2 separate regions of the Oryctolagus cuniculus genome follow, and region 1 is linked to region 2. Evidence: chromatin contacts called from public Hi-C data. All regions are on one chromosome and are shown on one strand. Each heading gives the region's core, a stretch centred on a gene start, on an enhancer-like site or on the middle of the called end of the contact. The rest is flanking DNA. Distances are from core to core; before and after follow the strand shown. Region 1 holds the start of MCM3 (minichromosome maintenance complex component 3). Region 2 holds the start of TMEM14A (transmembrane protein 14A).

Evidence for each region. Hi-C and Micro-C count contacts between places; a contact is called where the count stands out from the background.
Region 1: a contact with region 2 is called in a Hi-C map of an unstated tissue, with 2.1 times the contacts expected there. The contact joins the promoter of MCM3 here to the promoter of TMEM14A in region 2. A contact is called at or near these places in 3 of 6 Hi-C or Micro-C datasets (ear pinna, psoas muscle and an unstated tissue).

Annotation. Positions count from the first base shown.
Region 1 is chr5:117,736,141-117,738,987 of mOryCun1.1, forward strand. It overlaps MCM3 (minichromosome maintenance complex component 3), which reads left to right and starts at 1,318. Exons shown (of 17, transcript XM_002714500.5): 1 at 1,318-1,676; 2 at 2,745-2,847. The coding sequence starts at 1,599. PAQR8 (progestin and adipoQ receptor family member 8) reads right to left here and starts at 1,208. Exons shown (of 4, transcript XM_051855627.2): 1 at 833-1,208; 2 at 214-440.
Region 2 is chr5:117,300,574-117,303,460 of mOryCun1.1, forward strand. TMEM14A (transmembrane protein 14A) reads right to left here and starts at 1,543. Exons shown (of 5, transcript XM_051855650.2): 1 at 1,210-1,543.

The DNA.
Region 1 (2,847 bases), core at 68-2,567, 440 kb after region 2:
AATTTGTGATATATGAATAGAGTTACTGATTGTTCTGTGTTAGTTAATTTGATACTTTAACTTCCTGTGAAGTAAAAATTAAAAACATATGCTGGGGCAATTGACACATTTTTCATTATCCAGAGTGGTGTCTACAAAGGTAAAAGCTGGGATGGGTATTTGCTGAAGCGGTTAAGATACTGCTTGGGATGCTTGCAGCCCATTTTGGAGTACCTGGGTTCAAATCTTGGCTCCGCTTCTGATTCCAGCTTCCTGTTAATGTGCACTTTGGGAGGCAGTGGGTGATGGAGCAAGCAGTTGGGTCCCTGTCACCTTGGTAGGAGACCAGGATCGAGTTCTGGGCTTCTGGTTTGGTCTGGTCCATCCTTGGCCATTGTGCACTTTTCCGGGTTGAGCCAGCAGATGGGAGATCTCTCTTTCTCACCCTCTCTTTTTCTCCGCTTTTCAAATAAATAAAATTACTCATTGATCTGTATGTTTAAGATTTGTGAATTACATTTACTACATGTAAGTTATACAACAAAAAAGACTAAAAATATAATTAGAAAATCAACCACGAAGGACTAAAACAAGAACACCTTGTACAACTTACATTTTAATTTCATATTTGCTATATTTTAATTACTGATTCATATTCAATCAAAGATGGCATTAAATACCCCCACCTTGTCTTTATCTCTCTGCACACTAGGTTACTGAAGAGGATCCTGTGATCTTTTCATAAATCAAGGAAACCTTTAATTTACTTGTTTGCAAGTAAGACAGTGTAGTAACTTACATCCAGAATTTTGTATAACACACAAAGCCATCTATAAGTGGGCAGAGTACATACCGAAAATTTTTCTTTCACTTCATCCTCCTCTGCGACCTATTTTTACGAGGTACTTCAGGCAAAGGTATTCAGATAGCAAAAGGGTCCTAACTCTAACTTCTCCCTGCACATGCCATGATTCTATACTCCATTCCTAGAGTCTCAAAATCCAATTTCTCCTCTCTAGAAGCCACTTGAGGGCAGTTCTAATTCAAGTGTATTTTAAAGACGACTGGTCTTTATTGTTTTCATCTTCCTGCGTTATAAACCCTCCTATAATGTTCAGTCTACTTTCAAGGAAGGACTAACCCGCCAGCCCTTGTTTGGTCACGGTAGTAGGTCAGGGACCACAGCTTGAAAAAACGCGGTGAAACATCCGGAACCGGGAAAGGACTACAACTCCCAGAACGCAACGCTTCCCGGCTTCTTCCGCGTCTCCCTTTCCGGCTGCCCAATGTCTGGGCTTCGCGAGACTTCTCTCATTCCCATTGGTCAGCTTCCCCGCCTGCAGGGGCGGAGCGGCGAGGAAAGAAACAGAGGACACCGGAAGGCACATTTCCCGCCACTGCGAGGCTCCCGGAGGAAAACCCTAAGAAGAAGACGCTCTCAATTGGACACTCGCTTTTCTAGCGTCAGAGGATTCAGCCAACCAGAACATGCATCTACCCTCTGAGTCCCCGCCTCTTCCTCGAGGTACACTTTGGTGGCGGGAAAAGTGAGGAAGTTTTCGCGCCGGGGCGGAGTCAGCTAAGGACCTTTCGGCGCGGCTTTGGAGGAGGCAGCGGGCATGGCGGGCACTGTAGTGCTGGACGATGTGGAACTGCGGGAGGCCCAGCGGGATTACCTGGACTTCCTGGATGACGAGGTGAGAGGGCCGCCGGCGCGCGGGCCCTGATGCTGGAAGGCTCTCGCGGGGAGCGGGTCAGGGCCGGAGGCCCCTTAAATCCGCGGACGACGCCAGCATCCGGCTCTGGTCACTGCCCCCGCGGTGGAGTGAGTCCCTGGTTTGTGCTGCATAGGTGAACTTTTTAGAGTGATCCCGCAAGTTTCTTCCATGTGACCGCCAGTGCGCTCGAAAGGCGAGAGGCTTCCCTCTTGCGCCGGCAAAATGGCAAATCCCACCCGCGGCTGCACGCCCGGCTCGCTCTGCGTCGGTGGGCACCGTGGGGGAGGGACTGCAGTAGGGCGGCAGTCGCCGGCCGCGTTTTTCGGGTGCTCAGATATTAGGGACAGATTTCCTACAGGGAGGAATAGACTTGCTGATGTGGCTGCATTTTTTTTTTCAATACCAAGTGAGGTGCAGATAAGAAGTGTTTTGTATGCAGGTGAAGGGGGGTTATGTGCAACCCAAGATCTAAAGCCACAGGATAAGCTTCCTGGAAGGTTCAGGATAGAAACATAGAGCTGACTCCTTTAGGTCCCGGTTATGAGAATCCTTCAGTATGCTGATGATCCGAGAGTAAAATACTTTAATTCCGTATATAAGTTTAAGTAAAGATCCATCTTAATGTAAACTTTAGTCTGTTTCATTCACATTTATTATTGGCTATATTAAAGTGTCCAGCGTGTTTCAATATTCATAGAGAAATTGTTTTCTACTGTTAAGCAAATTAGCATATACATCTCTAAGCATTAGCTTTTTCCCTTTACATTTTAACAAGGTTTTTACATGTCCTTTTAGAACTTAAAAGCTCAATGTACTTCCAGAGTAGAGGTTGAGTTGACAACTGACAGGCTGTTGATGATGGGACTACCAGCACGGCTTGGGAAGCGTGATTACAATCTTCTCCCAAGAAGTGCCAGTTACGGAGGCTAGCGGATGCTTGCAGTTCAACTCTGCCACAGAGATAGATGTATTATCTTGTTGTGAAAGCTGCTTCTGTTTTATTTTTGAATCTGTGGCTACTGTGTGAATTGGGTGTCTGTTTTACAGGAAGACCAGGGAATTTATCAGAGCAAAGTTCGGGAGCTCATCAGTGACAACCAGTACCGACTGATAGTCAACGTGAATGACCTGCGCAGGAAAAATGAGAAGA
Region 2 (2,887 bases), core at 293-2,792:
ATTTCCCTATTCAGAACAAAACTAACACCCCCATGGGGCACCTCATTATCTTAAACTGATGTGAACTATTAAATGATTTCCCCCTGGATCTCAGTGTCTGGACTTAAGATACAGCTCATCCTGCCACTGGAGTGTTAAAAGCTGGAAAAAGCTTCGGGATACTACTACTCAAGGTATTTCACCCAAACCTAAAAGAAAAACTCTTCGCATATTATGAGAATTCCATACTCTTGTATATACTCTTGCCCATGTGGGAATCAGGTTGTTCTTGGGCAAAGGGGGCCACAGTCCTCTTAACTCAAAGGCCACCAGGTGCTGCTTACTCCAGCAATGGTAAGGCTGGAGCACCAGGTAAGTTTGCAGCCAAGCCTGTTCACCTCTACTTATTTTTTCTGTTTCTTTTTCTTTCTTTCTTTCTTTTTTTTTTTTTTTTTAAGATTTTACTTATTTCCTTGAGAGGTAAAGTTACAGACAGAGATAGGGAGAGACAGAGAGAAAGGTCTTCCATCTGCTGGTTCACTCCCCAAATGGCCAATGGCCAATCAGAAGCCAAGAGCCAGGAGGTTCCTCCGGGTCTCCCACGTGGGTGCAGGGACCCAAGGACTTGGGCCATCTTCTACTGCTTTCCAGGCCATAGCAAAGAGCTGGATAGGCAGAGGAGCAGCCGGAACAGCAACTGGCACCCCTATGGGAGGCTTACACCCATATAGGAGGCCAGCACGGCAGACGGAAGCTTAGCCTACTATGTCACAGCACAGGGCCCCAACTCCACCTATTTGTAGAACTGTCCACTCATGATCCAAGGCAGGGACTCTTCCAATGTCACATGGATTCCTTTGGCATTCTGGGAAAATGCACAAAATAAGATTGCACAGGATGCCAATTTTCTTGAAATACAGTTGTCAGATTATTAAACATTTAAACCTAGATATAATAAATGTTCTTTATTAACATATTAAAGATTATCAGATCTATGGGCAGGTCTATTTATTACCATAATTTCAAATTAGTGTTCCGTGTACCAGTTTCTAAGGTATCTGTGACTCCCACAGATGACAGATGCAGGTACCGATACTGCTGTTTTGTTGCCTATTTGCCTAACGGAAAGAAATGCTAACTATCAATTAGAGATTAGTGAAAACAGGGGCTAGGACTTTGAGCGCAACCCCTGCTCCCGGACGGCGACAAAGCCAAGCAGCCAACCCTCACCACTCCGCAGCACCGACCCCGCGTCCCCGCGCCATTGCCACCGCCGTTCATCGGGTGGCGGTCAGCGCCGTCGGGGGCGTCCGGGGCTCCGCAGGCAACCTGTTTTCAGGAGCAGGTCACGTTAGTTCCTGAAGGCGCCCGTGGTCTCCGGGCTGCTCGCTGTCATCTGCTTCGGCGACTCCGTGCACATCTGGCTGCTGGCCGCACTGCTGCCTGGGCTGCGGGGCCGGAGCGAAGCTCCCCTGAACCCCAGCAACCGCCGCAATCACCCCGGCCAGGGCCAGTCCAGTTCCGGGACACCTCGGGCCACTTTATATGACCCAGTTGGAGAAGCTGGCCTGCGTTGCCGAAGGCGCACGTTCATTGGCTAGTTCCGCCTGACACTCACCCATGCACCGAGATCCCATTGGCTGCAAGGGCTGGAGGCTCACACCGGTGGGGTTGTCCTCCTCCGAGGGTCCCCGAATCTAACGCCAGGATCACTTGCCCTCTTCCTCTCCGTTCTTCGCCAAAGTGATACAGAGCCAAGAGTAAAACAAAAACAAGTTCAAACCCCCCAAAACAAGACTCCCTAAAACAAATGTAAGGAAAGCAAATGTGAGAAAACTATAATTAAGCAAAAATGAATTTACAAAGGCAGCGCAAAAACTAAAATTCAAGAGGATGAGTTCAAGGACAGCTAAGACGTGGGTCTAATTTCAAGTTGAGGACATTTACACCCATTTCTATTTAGACCTCGATAAGCAACATTCAAGATCAGCGAATCAAACCTTCTCAGTCGATGCGCTTTCCTGTGAAAGACAGCAGGGGGCGCTGAATGTTAGAGTTTCATTCAGCGAGGCAAGACGTTCTAGCCATGCCAAAGTTATCTTCAAACATCAAATATTAGCTCTAAAAAAACAGAGATGGTTATAAAACTTCATAACAAATAGGGAACACAGGGCACTGGCCAACGCAGAAGAATGTGCAACAAGTAAAAACACATATGTGGTTTCTGCACCACATCTCCTAACTAAGGAGAATGATTTCCTGGAATGTAGTGGGGGGTGGGGTAGGGGAAGCAATTGCAAAACAGAAGGGGACATTTTTGAGGTGGGCTCTGAAAGAGACACAGGGCAATAGAGAGTGACTACCCAGGAACCAGGCTGACTCCTTGTCCTAGGCCTGCCATTTGATCCCATTTTGAACTTTTTGCCAAGGACGGGGGACTTTCCGTGATAAAATGAACTTTCCTATAAGCAACAATAACATCTGACATTTAGGATATCTACGTGTTTCAGGCGCTGTGCTAGGCAATTTACGGGCAAAGACTGTTCATCTTCACTACAACGGGAGGTGGGGGGAAGGAGGTGTACATGCTGCTACCTCCCCGATGCTTCAGAGGAAGAAAATGAGGCAACTTGCCAAAGGCCTTGTGAAGTGTCAGACCCGGGTTTCAGGAAAGAGTTTATACAGGCTGTCTAGTCATTCTGCCTGGGTTCAAACTATGGTTCCAGTGCATATTTTTTAAATTACTTATTTATTTATTTGAGAGGCAGGGGGGGGAGAGAGAGAGAGAGAGAGAGAGAGAGAGAGAGAGAGAGAGAAACCCAAATACTTGAGCCACCACTGTTGCCTCTCAGGGTCTGCATTAGAATGGAGCTGCCATTAGGAGCCAGAGCAGGTACTCTAGTATGTG